Regions from separate parts of the Mus musculus genome. Here regions 1 and 3 are each linked to region 2. The links are chromatin contacts, called in public Hi-C and HiChIP or PLAC-seq maps. All regions are on one chromosome and are shown on one strand. The core of a region is the stretch at or near the end of the contact, and the rest is flanking DNA. Distances in the headings are between cores, read along the strand shown.

What was found. Hi-C and Micro-C count contacts between places; a contact is called where the count stands out from the background. HiChIP or PLAC-seq counts read pairs in DNA pulled down with a chosen protein or histone mark.
Region 1: a contact with region 2 is called in an H3K4me3 HiChIP or PLAC-seq map of craniofacial prominence, with 4 times the contacts expected there. The contact joins the enhancer-like site here to the promoter of Igf1r in region 2. A contact is called at or near these places in 1 of 39 promoter capture datasets (neural stem cells), 1 of 15 datasets of contacts at CTCF or cohesin (the NIH/3T3 cell line), 2 of 484 Hi-C or Micro-C datasets (embryonic fibroblasts and embryonic stem cells), 17 of 115 datasets of contacts at active chromatin or transcription factors (the NIH/3T3 cell line, Th17 cells, craniofacial prominence and 11 more) and 1 of 9 other capture datasets (liver).
Region 3: a contact with region 2 is called in a Hi-C map of uterus, with 4 times the contacts expected there. The contact joins the enhancer-like site here to the promoter of Igf1r in region 2. A contact is called at or near these places in 1 of 39 promoter capture datasets (neural stem cells), 5 of 484 Hi-C or Micro-C datasets (cerebral cortex, forebrain, rod photoreceptor and 1 more), 13 of 115 datasets of contacts at active chromatin or transcription factors (T-cell acute lymphoblastic leukemia, bone marrow-derived macrophages, cardiomyocytes and 10 more) and 3 of 9 other capture datasets (adipose tissue, embryonic stem cells and pancreatic islet).

What each region holds. Positions count from the first base shown.
Region 1 is chr7:68,323,297-68,328,065 of GRCm38.p6, forward strand. The region is part of intron 4 of Fam169b (family with sequence similarity 169, member B); the gene reads left to right. Among named protein-coding and RNA genes, the nearest start is that of Gm16158, 28 kb to the right of the region's middle. Within about 2 kb of position 3,130, at least 4 of the 459 cell types and tissues checked have an H3K27ac peak or open chromatin away from gene starts, as enhancers often do. A contact at or near this core is called in craniofacial prominence, where this site is marked.
Region 2 is chr7:67,949,446-67,953,874 of GRCm38.p6, forward strand. It overlaps Igf1r (insulin-like growth factor I receptor), which reads left to right and starts at 2,812. Exons shown (of 21, transcript NM_010513.2): 1 at 2,812-3,507. The coding sequence starts at 3,414.
Region 3 is chr7:68,221,107-68,225,841 of GRCm38.p6, forward strand. The region is part of intron 20 of Igf1r (insulin-like growth factor I receptor); the gene reads left to right. Among named protein-coding and RNA genes, the nearest start is that of Pgpep1l, 41 kb to the right of the region's middle. Within about 2 kb of position 2,520, at least 70 of the 459 cell types and tissues checked have an H3K27ac peak or open chromatin away from gene starts, as enhancers often do. A contact at or near this core is called in T-cell acute lymphoblastic leukemia, adipose tissue, craniofacial prominence and 2 more, where this site is marked.

The DNA of each region.
Region 1 (4,769 bases), core at 1,880-4,379, 370 kb after region 2:
AGGAGGGAGGCAGTAATCAGCCAGGAGATCTGACCGTGTGCCTCATAACTACCTGTTCATCTGGCTGCCAGATATATTTTAATGATGTGGGTGAGATAAAGATTCTTTACCATCTTGAAATGGTGTGTCTTTCCACAGCTGGTCTAGAAAACTACTTTCTGTTCAGTAAGTGCTGACTGAAATGTCAACATCTGTTCACTTTCAGTTTGGAGAATAACTTTATAGTGTCGTTTCTCCTATTGGACAATTAAAGCACTGTTTATGCTCTATGGCTGGGCTGATGGTTCAGGGAGAAACTTTGTTTTGCAAGCATAAGGTCCTGAGCTGGAATGTCCAGCACCCATGCAAAAAGCCAGGCATGACTGTGTCTACCCAACCCGGGGGTGGAGGTGGTAGTGGTGGTGGTGGTGGTGGTGGTGGTGGTGGTGGAGGAGACAGGTGAACCCTTGAGAGTTCCCTGAATGGCCAGCAGAGACAAGATGGCAACCTTTCTCCTCAGTAAGAGCCTGTCTTAATACAGTAAGACCAAGAGTGACTGAGGAAGACACCCAAGGTCCTGCTCTGGCCTCTGTGTGGGTGTCCATGGTCACATGTCAAGTACACGCACCTTACCAACACACCAAGCAACACATACAGATTGAAAATTTTAAATTAAGTCCTGTTTTTTAAGCAAGTTTCATTGACATGCAATTTGCATACCATAAATTTACTGTAAAAAAAAAAATATATATATATATAATTCCATGATGTTTAAGGGTCTTCAATCAACCACTTTCATAACACTTTCATCATTCTAATTCTGTTCTTGGCTGAATGACAGTCCAGTGTATGGATGGACATTTTATTATCCCGTCTTCGGTTGATGGATATTGAGTAGTGTGTGCTTCTTAGCTTTCACGAACCTCTTTGTATGACTTTTTATGAGAACATGCCATTTTGAATTTTCTTGTATATAAACCTAGAAGCATAATTATTGGTCACATGGTTTCTTTCTTTCTTTCTTTCTTTCTTTCTTTCTTTCTTTCTTTCTTTCTTTCTTTCTTTCTTTCAGATCTATTTATTTAGTGTATGTGAGTACACTGTCATTCTCTTCAGACATCAGAAGAGGGCATTGGATCTCATTACAGATGGTTGTGAGCCGCCATGTGGTTGCTGGGAATTGAACTCAGGGCCTCTGGAAGAGCAGTTAGTGCCTTTAACCGCTTTAATCTCTCCAGCCTGGTATCTCTCCAGCCTGGTATCTCTCCATTTCATGTTTTGAGGAACTGCCAGGATTCCCTGCACAGTAACTGTACCACCTGACTTTCCCACCGGCAGTGTCCACAGGCTTCAGTCTCTCCATGTCCTCAGCAATATGAACTGTCGTATACTTCCTCTAGTCTCCATCTGTGGTGGGCATGGGAATGTCCCCCACAGTTCCAAGTACTTGAACACTTGACCCCCAGTTAATTGTGCTGTGTGTGGGGTTATGGAACCTTTAAGAAATAGAGCTTTGCTGAAACATGTCACTGGAGGAGGGCATTGAGGTTTTAGGATCCTGTCCCACATCCTGTTCTCTGTCTGTCTGTCTGTCTGTCTGTCTGTCTGCCTGTCTGTCTCTGAGTCTGTGTCTCTGTCTCTCTCTGCTTCCCATGTCTGGGTTTAATGTGACCAGCCAGTTTCCTGCTCCTGCTGTCTTGCTTTCCCCGACCTGTCACCATCTCTTTCCCACCATGATATCCTCTGTCCTTCTGGAACTTTAAGGCACAATAACCCTTTTCTTCCTTAAGGTGCTTGAGGTAATGGTGTTTTCACCACAGCAGCAGACCAGGAGCTCATACATCATCCTGTAGGTGTGAAGTGGTACCCTGTTGATGTGTGGATGTGCAGTCCCTGATGGCTAAGGATACTGAGCATCCTTCTTTATGTTCATGGGCCATTTGTATGTTGTGATGGTCTGTATGTGCTCTGCCCAGGGAATAGCACTATGACCCTGTTGAGTAGGTGGGTCACTGTAACTTTAAAATCTTCATCCTAGCTGCCTGGAAGTCAGTATTCTGCTAGCAGCCTTCAGATGAAGATGTAGAACTCTCATCTCTGCCTGCACAATGCCTGCCTGGATGCTGCCATGCTCCCACTTTGGTGATAAAGGACTGAATCTCTGAACCTGTAAGCCAGCTTCAACTAAATGTTTTTTAATAAGTTTTGCCTTGGTCATGGTGTCTGTTCACAGCAGTAAAACCCTAACTAAGACATATGCTCTTCTTGGAAGAATGCCTGTTGATCCTTCCTGAGCCCACTTTTAGACTGGGATATTTGAACTTTTGTTGTTGAAATGTGTTTCCCACATATTCTCGGTGCGAGCCATTTGTCACATATTTGTGATTAAGAAACATGCACGGCTCTTTTCCCATTCTGTAAGCTGCCTGTTTAAAAAAATTACACCCGGATTCAGTAGACTCGGTAGATGTTATTATAGATGTTCTGCAAGGTTTTCTTCCAGAAAACTAGTGCTGCCTCGAGACTCAGCAAAGGAACACGACGCATGTTGCCCCAGGCCCTTTGTGGGCACAGTGGCTATTTGGTGACTGCTGGTGCTGGTGCTGAGTGCTGATCAGACTCTGATAGAATGTTCCAGAATGAGAGTGGTTGCTTTTCTCACTTCCCATCCCTTCCAAGTTTAGATTAGGAGCCCACCTCTGAGTTTCTGAGTGTGCGCTGTACAGTTGTTTATGTTCTGAATAGAAAGAACTTAACAACGTGCGCTGTGACATTCTGTGCTCTCACCCCACCCCGTACTTGTTGGTAAGGCTTTGTCTTTGCTTGCTTTTTTTTTTTTTTAATAGGTTTTTTTCTTAGCGACTTATTTTTCACAAATTACTAGAAAAAGCGTCTTTAATGCTCTCTTTGTTAATGTAATTAGTGGTCCCAGTGAGAGCTTAGAAATGGATCTTAGTTTGATGTTTTCGGAAATGCTTATAAGTCAAAATCACATGTCACGCATTTTTTCCTTCCTGTAATGGAATTGGACAAATTAAGCACACTCCCTTTTCTGCCTTCTTCTCTTGCCAGTGTTTGATTGGATGCTTCCCCTCTGCCACATGGAGTCTGCTCTCTACTCCACTTTCCCTCTGGTTTCATAAGTTGAAAAAAAAACACAGCCTCCCAGATGATACCCATTAGCTCTGAGACCAGCTTGTCTCAAAGCTGAACTTCATCTGGCTGCCACTGTCTGAGATAGAAAGGGAATCCGTCAGATCTGAACGTGCCTTCCTCTTCTAAGAGCTGGCTCCAGATGAGGGTGACATATCTTCACATTCTGCACCAACGAGGAAGTTTGTGGACCCTGGACCCTTGGTGCCGGATGTTATGGCATTGCAAGCTGCCTTATTAACTGTTTTTAAAGTGTGTCAGTATGGTGGATCAGTGGGTAAAAGTGGTTGCCGTGGCGGCCTGATGACCTAAGTTCGATTCCCCCGACTCCATGTTAAGGTGGAAGGAAAGAACTGACTCCACAAAGTTGTCCTGTGGCCGCCATATGTGTACCATGTGTCTACACATGTACATCTTGTCCTAATGTGCATGTGTGCGCATGGTGCATGTATGTATGTGTATGTGTGTGTGTGTGTGTGTGTGTGTGTGTGTGTGTGAAAGACAGAGAGAGAGAGAGAGAACACATAGACATACAACGATAATAACAGACAGTGTTTTAGAGCTCACTCAGTCTCTCCTCCCCTGAACTGAATCTCAAAGAAGGCTGAATGGCCGAGATCTCCCAGGAAATGAAGCTGAGATCCCGCAGCTACAGGTGATGGTGTTGAAGATGATGAGGACGATTTGGGTCTGGTATTAAACATAAACCTGGGGTAGGTGGCTTAGTTGGTAAAGCGCTTGTCATGCAGGCATGAGGACCTGAGTTCAACACCTGGAACCCACATAGAAAGTGGGACATGGTGGCACATGCAATCCCAGAGCCGAAGAGTCAGGGGCACACGGATTCCTGGGCTCACAGGTCAGCCAGCCTTTGGTGAGCTCCAGATTCAGTGAGATATTCTCTCTGTCTCAAAAATTAAAGGGGACGGCACCTGAAGAGTGATATCTAGTGTGGACCTCTGGTGCACGTGCGCGTGCGCTCGCGCACACACACACACACACACACACACACACACACACACACACACACACTCACTCACATACACTTTCTTTCACACATGGGCATGCACACACCCACACACCAACATATAAACACACTCCCTAAACAGGAACATACAACGTAAATAAGTAAAGCTGACAGTAAAACTGCGCACTGTTGCTGGCAGTGGATGGTTCCTTTCCCAAAGCCTCAGGTCTGGTGGATGAGGAAGCAGGAGGGATGTAACTGCTGTTTGGGCTGGTTAAGTAGGTGTGCTGTTTGGGATGGAGGAGCCCTGGCCTGTTAACCCCGGCCAGCATCTTGAGATAGCCCTAGGCCAGCTGTCTCAAGTTGTCTTTCGAAGGAGACAGTAAAATCGGTCCACATTCTCACTTAAACTTTTTGAGCTTCAGTGTCTGCGCCTGTAAGCAAGACCCTCCCCAGCTGATGAAAGTCAGGTGACAACATGTGGGCGTGGATCTGGAGGTACACACACGCACACGCACACGCACACGCACGCACACACACACACACACACACACACACGCATGGACGTGCGTCCATGCCCACGCCTGCGTCCATGCCCACACATGCACCTTGGCTGTCACATAGCTTAGTTGTAGGAAGAAAACTCAGCACCATGATACATTCCTCGTGT
Region 2 (4,429 bases), core at 1,562-4,061:
TACTACTTTAATAAAACATTTAAAAAAATCCACAGGTATTTTTGGTACCAAGCAAATAAACAACTTAAGGCACTAAAGCAAACCTCTGCTTCCCTTACAAACACCAGCTAGTTATTTCTCTTTGTTCTATATACGTATGTTTGCAGGGGCAAATGTGCAAACATTTTCATAACTAATATTAAAAACATATTGCATTTAAAGATTTTTGTGTGTGTGTTGGACAAACCTAAACAGCATTGCTAAGCTTAATCTACAAGTATGCATCAAAACATTCTGAAATCAAACCTACTGTTATTCCTCTGCATCTGAATTATATGCTGAGAGCACCAGGCTGGAGTTACTAAGGACCCCTTCGGTGCAGGGAATGCTCTGAAGAAATACTTTGATATTAGAAACCTGGATTTGTATTTTTAAATGTTGCATCTAAGTGAAAGTTCTAATGTATTTATTTCTTAACGTTCAGGAACATCTAAAACTGGCACAATTTATTTTAAAAACAAGGCAAGTTTCCGGTAAACAAAACAGCCCTATGTATGTACTTTTCTTTCCTTCCTTCGGAAACGTTCCTTCTATAGAACCGATTCACTGAACGTAGCTCAACATTTCCAAGGGAAAAACTGATTCAGATGATACAGAAAAATATGGGCTTAGTTTCCTTTACGGTAGCTTTTGATTTGTTTTCAGCTCTAAATTTAGTAAAAAAAAAAAAAAAAAAAAAAAAAAAAAATCCCTTATGAAAGATGGGGTGCATATAAATGCAATGCCGAAATCTTTTACTATTTGAGTAATGAAAGAAACCTTTCTTTGCTACAGAACTGGTCCTCTCCACCAACCAGACAGTCCGACTGTTTATAAGACAAACACTTCTATTTGATCCAGACATTCCCAACTCTTATGAGCCATCTTTTTATTTATCGTGGATATCAATTAGCCTGAGTCATGAAGCCCGACCGCATTAAGGGCGACACGTGATCAAATCACTATTTTTAAAAGTCCACGTATTTCAAACTCCTTTCTCTAGCCATTGCTGGTTTCTCCCCCTTTGAGGACCTGGCCTCCGCAGTGTTTGTTCATTAGATGGCAGTCCTGGGAAAGCCTCGTCTTGGGGAAACCTCTCCCCTGGCACAGTTGAGAAAAAACACCGAGGAGACTTGGGCTGGTGCTAGTTTCAAGTCACTTACAGATCAAATGAAGCTAGAGGGACGCGGAGGGGAGGGGGGAATGGAGGCAGGTGCGGGTGGGTTTCTGCAGTGGCCACCGATTCCGGGTGGCGGCCGCACATTCCTAAGACTGGGACCCGAGCCAGACGACGTTGTCCGGGTTAGGGTCCCCGCCCGCAATCCCCTCCCTGGGAAGCCCTCGGACACGCCCCCCAGCTGCGGGTTCCCGCAGCCTGACACGCGCTGCGGTCCTTCTCCGCAGCTGCCCACGTGGTGGAGCACGGACCAGCACGATGCGGTGGAGCGCCCTCAGGGCGGGAGAGGAATGGGGCTGGGAGGCCCGGCTAGCACGACCCAGCCGAGTCGGTCCCCGACTCGGGGCCCCCACATTTCCTCCCCCGGAGGGAGGGAGGCGACATTCCCGGAGCCAGCCCTCCCAGGCTGCGGTCGCGCCCTCTGGCGGCCGCCGCGGAGACGGGTCCTGGGCACGAGGGGCCGCCTGTCTGGGTTCCCTTTCCAGGGCTGGGGGCCCGCGGTGGAATCGCTGTGCTTCGAGAATAGAGCCTCGCGGACCGCACCCTGTCCGCTCCCCGACTGCGCGCAAGCACCGGAACACCCAAGGAGCGCCGCCACGGGCGCCCAAGCCTGGCGTGGAAAGTGCCTTGCGTAGCAGTCTTCAGGGGTCCCCTTTCCCCCAGGTGTGCCCCTCCCGTCGCGTCCGGGCTTTCCACCACACTGCGAAAAAAATGCCGCATGCATGCACTTATTTATTTATTTTGCAACAGCTGCAAGAAACAATGAAGCTTTTTCACGGAGTCGGCCAGCGCGCTCTCCAGCCGCGCTGTTGTTGTTTTCAATGAAGCTCCGAGGCCGCACTCCCCGCCCACCGCGCCCGCAGCCCGCCCGCTCTGCTGCCCGCCCGCCCTGCCGCCGCCCCCCTGGCCACCGAGTCCCACCGGCGCCCCGGGCATTGTTTTTTGGAGTCCTGCGGGAGGGGAGGGTGCGGACAGGGCCGGCCGGCGCAGTGCGGGTGGGGGCGGAAGCGTGGGCGCGCGCGTGGCTCAGTGTGCGCGCGGGGGCCGGCGCGGGTGGAGGCGCGGGGGGCGGTGCCTCCTGGGCCCGGCTCCCCACGCCCGCGCTCCGCTCCGCACGTCCCTGCGATCCCGAACTCCGGCTCTTGGCGCCTGCCGAGTCGGGGCCCGGCCCTCGGCGCGCCGGGACTGCGGCTGTAGCCGCTTGGAGTGTGCGCGCGGGCACGTGTGCGCGGCCCCGAGAGCGCGCGCGTAGAGCCCCCAGTGTGTGGCGGCGGCGGCGGCGGCGCGGTGAGGCTGAGGTTCTTGTTTACCAGCATTAACTCCGCTGAGCGGAAAAAAAAAGGAGGGGGGGGGGGAACCGAGGAGGAGCGAGCGCACCGGGCGAACTCGAGAGAGGCGAGCGACAGGGAAGCTGCCTGCGAGCCTGTCCCGGCGCGCCCGGCGCTCGCAGACCCTCGGCCCCGCTCTCCGGACCCTCCACGCCTCTCCCCGTGCCTGCGAGAGCTCCACGGCACGCGGCGTGCTCGGCTTTGACCTTCAGCGAGCCGGAGCCCCCGCGCACGGAGTCGGCGGCGGGCGGGGGCCGACGCGGGGCGGCGGGAGCGCTGAGCGCTGCGCGGCCGCCGCTTTGTGTGTGTCCTGGATTTGGGAAGGAGCTCGCGGCGGCGGCGCTGAGGGAGGAGGCGGCGGCGAGCGGAGCCCAGAGGAGGAGGAGGAGCCGGAGGAGGGGGAACCGCTCATTCATTTCCACTCCGCATTTCTGCCCCTCGCCGGCCTCGCCCGCGCCCGGGACTTCGGACCAGTCTCGCCAACTGCGTCGCGCTCTCCCGCCGCGTAGGCTCCGGTGGTCGTTCCCTCCGGGGATCGGGTGGCGTTTGTCCTCGCCTGCGGCGATTTGGGCTTTGCTCCTCTTTCTGTACAGTTTTCCTCCTTCTTCTGCATCTCTGCGTTTGCAAATGGAGGCCGACGACGCCGACAGCCCGCCCCGGCGCGCCCCGGCTTCCCGACTCCGCCGCCCCGTGGGCCGCTGCTGCCGGCGCTGAGGGGCCGCCCCGCGCCACCCTCCTTGTCCACGCCGCTTTCCGAGGATCGTCGCCTGCGCTCTTGTTTTTGGACGAGAGTGAGGACTGAGTTGGAGACTTTTTTTTTCTTTTTTTCTTTTCTTTTTTTTTTTTTTTTCTATTTTTGAGAAAAGGGAATTTCGTCCCAAATAAAAGGAATGAAGTCTGGCTCCGGAGGAGGGTCCCCGACCTCGCTGTGGGGGCTCGTGTTTCTCTCCGCCGCGCTCTCTCTCTGGCCGACGAGTGGAGAAAGTGAGTATTTGCCCGCCGCCCGCGGCCACTGCGGGAACTTTTCCTCCGAGGGGCTGCGCCCTGTTTGGGAAAACCCAGTTGCCACGGGCGCAGCTGTCGGACTTCGGGGCTCGGGAGTGGAGGGTGGGGCTCTCTCGGAAGGCCGGAGTAGAGCAGGGCCCGAGAGTTCACGACTCAGGAGCTCCTAGAGCCCTAGCTCAGCGCATCTGCGCGCGGGAAGGGCCTTAGGGCTTTCTCTTTCGCTGTCCGGGGAGCGCTGTCCCGCACGCGGCCTGGTGGGTGGGCAGTGCCTTCTCGCTGGCGGGTCAGGGGCAGCCCCCGCGTAGGCGCTTGGTGGGGAAGTTGGCGTCTGGGTGGCCTCGGGAACCCCGCTACTCTCGCCCCCCCCCCTCCGGGGCGCTCCACTTGGCACCCCAGCGCCCATCCCGCGCAGCTCACCATGACAGCACCCTTGGAGGCTCCACGGGTGGTTGCTGGGGTAGACCTAGTGCTCCGTGGCGGCAATTCGGAGCCTCCTACCCTGCGGGGTGTAAGTTGTTCTTGAGGGGGAGATACAGGATGGTTGGAAGCCTCGCGGCCCCAGGACACGTTTCCAAACATCAGGGCGCAGCCTCCTATCACCCAACTTGTTGGGCCCATCGACCCCCTCAGGTTCTTGGCCTTTCGCTTCTCTGGAGCCTGTGGGCGTCTACCCACCTACCCCAAGGCTTGATAACTTGGACAGTCCAGTGTGGCCTTGGGGTGCAGGGTGTGCCCACCATTTTCCTCTAGGAAAGTGTGAACTTGGGACTTTCTTCGTGGGGGGAGGGTTGGATGATCCTCGGCTTAGGGGCTCTCAGTTTCTATCCAGCTCTGGACACTTTTTTCCCAGAGCGTCTTAGTAAGAGGAGATAGGTACGTCCACCCTTGTGCAGAGTCGACG
Region 3 (4,735 bases), core at 1,270-3,769, 270 kb after region 2:
TGGGGGACTTGTTAATTTGTTTGTTTTTGCCCCAGCTGTTGGCAAGTGTAAAAAAAAAAAACCCTCTTGCTTGGGAGGGCCTTACAAAACTGAATAGACAGCAGGCCATATTGAGCCACTGACTGGTCCGTGGCCTGCTGTGCCCTGCAGCATCTTCACGGAGAACACTGCCACTGTGGCCTTTCTAAACTGACCTCCGAAGGCGTACAGGATGCAGGGGGCCTGCCTAGAGAAGCTCTGGGTTCTGAGTGCTGTTATAGCTTTACTTTGACCTCAGTGGTGCAGGGCAGTCCTACTCGTCCATTGCGAGAATAGTCAGTATGTGGGCAAAGGTGAAAGGATGGAGTAGGAGCATGGCTGCCTCTGAGTCTGTGTAAGGGTGTGCCCCACCAGCCTTGGTTAGGATACCAGGATCAGCACTGTCTCACGAGCTGAGAAACCGTTCAAAAGAGCAGGTGTGAGTTTTGTTCCTGTGGTTTGGGCCTGGTCACAGGAGAGGTATTGTTGGTTTTTTTCTTTTCTTTTATGCTGGAGCAAACATTTGTCTGAGAAACTCATGGAACTCCTGAAGTTGATCCATCCCCAGCTGCCTGGATTTTTTTTTTTTTTTTTGGTATGAATTTAATATGCTTGGGAAGGAGCCACCTGCTATGGGAAAGGCAGTGGACTTCCTGTTCCCAGCATAGAGAGGAGGAAGCTTACACACGGAGGCCGCTCTTGGATGCGAAATGATTGATTCAGGAGGCCTTTTTGCTTTGCCATTCAGAACCCCCTTGGCAGATCGGTCTCCTTTCTAAGAAAAGAACAGAGTGAAGGGAAGGGAGCCGGGCTGCTCCAGTAGGGAGTGTGGTGCCCTGATTTGGCTGAGACGCTGATGAGAGGAAGATGTGTTCTGTGAAAGGATTTTTTTTTTTTTTTTTTGGCACAGTAAGCAAACACTCTTGGGAGTAGTCTGAAGCCTGTTGGGTCTCACACGTAGAGGAAGGACTTCCATGGTGTGGTTCTGAGGCAGGAACAGCCCTTTCTCTGGCCATGCTTTGGTCTCGTCGTCCCTACACATGAACCAGTCTGCTTCAGGAGTAGCTAAGTATCCAGCCTTGTGTATTACAAAGTGTTCTAGCTTTAGAGGAAAGGCTGCCACCAAACACCAGGGTATCCAGGTCTGACTGTCAGTGCAATAGCTCAGTTTGAATTGATCTAGCAAATTCTGTGAGGCTGGGTCAGGGGAGCCTATCATTCCCATCTTTACCCCTGGGTTTCAGGGCTTTGGACACAGATTTGTCAGTGAACCCTGCTGAGGTCAGGGGCCAGTCCCAGAGTTCACGGAACCTGGAGATCCTGAAACAGGTTCCAGCCCTCGTGCTGCAGAATGGGACGACGATGTAAGCTCAGCCACAGAATTGATCCATTTGATCCATTAACATCTCCAGAGCTCACATGCCAAGTCTTCGGGATGCGGGATTCAGGAAGGAACTTGAACGTTTTACTAGCCGAGCGTCACCAGCTCAGATGCAGCTGAGACATACTCAGTCCAATCTGACTACTTCTGTACTTTTCCTCTCCACCCCCAGGAGGCTGGGAATCCCAGTCTGGTTTTGTCGAGATAAATTGAATAGAGTCATCACAGGCAGGTGACAGTGTCTGCTGGACGGTCCCTGGCATCGACTGTGTGCCAGCAACTGGGCTATATAGCATCCCCGTCTAGGTCCTGGCCCTAAAACAACCTTAGTTGCTTGAGATGCTAGAGGAGGACCCACTCAGTCCCGTAGGCCCTTCTGAAAGTCTGATCCCTGCTAAGAGTCACTACTACCTGGTACAGTACTAACAGGCGGCAGCAGGGGTACTGTATACATGAGGTCCTGGGCATATTTCAGTTTGCCAGTGCCTCACATAGATGGCAGCCTGTCCAGCTGAAGACACGGGGTGTGCTTGGGGGCTCAGAAGCCAAGTGAGGAATGGGCATAGCGGTGGGCGTACACCCCAGGATAGCACTCACTTCTAGAGGGATAGGTGTGCACCTTCACAGAGGGACATATTCTGTAAATCGCGGCTCCAGCTCATCAGAGCTGTCCAGTGGTTTTAAAGTGTGCTTTTTAGAGGGAGCATTTTATCAGCTTATTAATCCCAGAGTCTACTGGAGAGTTTTCTTGTGGAAAGAGTATTTAAAAAAAACAAAACAAAAAAAAAACAAGGTCTTAAATCGCACAGAGCAAAAAAGACTTCCTTTTATGGGCAGCCCTGGAAGGGCTGACTCTGGGATGATTTAAAAGAGGCATCACATGGCTTGTTTTTACTGATGTCACCTCATCCCTACCCTGCCCGTGGCACCTCCTCAGCCCCACCCCCCACCCCTGGCCACGGGGCTTGGGGCCAGACACATCTCATGTTCTTGCCCCCGGTTGCACTTTTCTATTCAGGGCTAGGCCTGTCAGCCAGAGAGGAAATTGCAGCCTGGCCACGGAGCTAAGCTCCTTGTGTCTGCTTCCCATTCCGATTAATCCTTCGGGAAATGATGGGGACCGGGGAGAACAAGCTTCTGCAGCAGCTAACCAGAGCAAGCCGGCTCAGGAGATCTGACTGTCTGTAGACAGTCGGGAGAGCGCCGTCTGCTAGCAAGACCATGGTTACTTACAGTAAAGCTGCATTGTCTGACAGCCTCACGCCGTTCCAGCTCACTCCCTGTGTGACTTCAGACAAATGATCAAATGCTGTGGTTGGTGCTTTTCCCTTATGCATACAATGAGGATGTGTTGTAATCATTGGAGTAAAGAGACATCTCTGGCTCTCGGGGACTGACGTGACTCCCGGGCCTAGAGCTTTTAGTACCTACCTGCAACCTGTCATGTGCCACTAGGACCAGTCACTTAGAGCCAGTGAGAATACCTAGTTAGCCTGGTCTTTGGTCCAGTTTGTTTTCCTCCGTCGAGACATTGGCCACTTAATTGGGATTTTTCTTTACCTCCAGAGGAGTAGGCAGTAAATATTGTAAGGTTCCTAGCTAAACAGCCGCTGTCTCAACTACTCAGCCTACAAAGGAGCTTAGAAACAGCCACAGGTGCTGTGTAACCAGCTCTGCTCTGGTACAATTCCGCTAACAACAGGCTCCAAGCTGCACCTGGCTCCGCTGTAATTGGTTGGCTTCACCCTGGGCCTCCAGAGTGCTTAATTCTTGGAGGTGGATCTCCAATGCACCTTTTTTCAGTTTTAAGATAACTACCTTCCACCTGGCCTGACTTGATCCTACAGAGTCCAAGGAAGCTGGCCAGATGGGCAAGAGTGGCTTTCTCTGCACAGGCAACTTCATGCCTACCAATAGGTTGCTTTCACACGCCTTTACCCCTGTGGGATTATTTGCTTTGTAAAGAAGTGTCCTGGTGGCCCAGTGATCAGCCTGGTAGAATGTTAGAAGCCTGTTCAGGGTGCTTTGAGATTCCTATATGTTCGAACTTCCATTTGTGGGTTTTAGTGTAAAGCGTCTGTTGAGCCAGGAGTTTTTATAAAACACAGTTTCCTGGAGGAGCATAGGTGGAGAGTGCTTTGGTCTCACACGCCTGTGATTGAGAGCTGCTAGGTACCCCTTTCCCTCAGAATCATGACCACCCTGTCCTTGTTTTCTGTCGGGCCTGTGTGTCTGTCCATCCGTCAGAGCCCAGGTGTGGTTCACTGCATGGCCTGGGTTGCAGAACTATGACTTGACGAGGGCATCAAGGGAATGAACAAAGAGTGTGCACTTGGGTATAGAGAAACGGGGACTGCGTGGACTGGGCTCTGGAAGCTCAGTATGTTTAGCGTATATATTTGAACAGAGAGGCAGATTACTGCATGCAGATAAACAAGGAAGCAGGATTATTATATACAGCTGAACATGGAGGCAGGTTTAGCCATCTCTGCAGGGAAGCCGTCTTGAGGCTGTAAACTTCCAGGGGAAGGACGTGACAGTGGACATATTCTGCACACACTGTCAGCACTTGCAACTCGGACCTCAGGGGAAGGCTTTACCATCTCTCTAAGCAAGCATCACTGGGGTAGACTTTGCCACTCCCATGGGACTGGGGCATTGGGGTCCTTGACATGGCCTTGCACGTGTCAGCAATACACACCTTCACTTGCTTAGGGTCTCCTCCACTGTCTACTCCCAGGCCTTTGCTGGTCAGGACGGTGGCTGCATGAGCAGCCTTTCTCTTCTGTCCTGTGTGCCAGCTGGCCCATGTAACTCTCGAGGACGAGGAAGCTTTGCAAAGGTTTGTGACCTTGTGGGAGTGATGGAGGTACGTCATGGGCTTTATACTGTTTTTACCTTGGCCTTGTTTGTAGAAGAAAATGATGCTTAGGACTTCCCTTGGTTCGTTGGCATCCGACTTGAAGTTTCTATTAGAACTCTGCTCCTGGGCATCCTACATCTTCAAGACAGGGATCTTCCTTCATGGGACATCCTCAGTGAGCAGGTGCTGGCGTGAGATAGCAAGCTTGGGATATGTGCTCCGTCTGTCTAGCACCCCTGCCGCCTCCTCCCTCAGGCCCACTGCCAGGGGCGCCCTGGTGCCAGGAAGAAACTTAGAAATAGCCCTGGTGTGAGATACAGAGAATGGTGCCTGTCAGGAAAGCTGTGATTCTCATTAGTGAGAGAGAGAGGTTTCCTCTTCTGGTTAATGTGTGGCCAGAAGAGGTGCTTAGACAGGAAGTGGGTTTTATCTCTTAGCAGTGCTATCATTAATACAACCGTCCATGGTGGAAT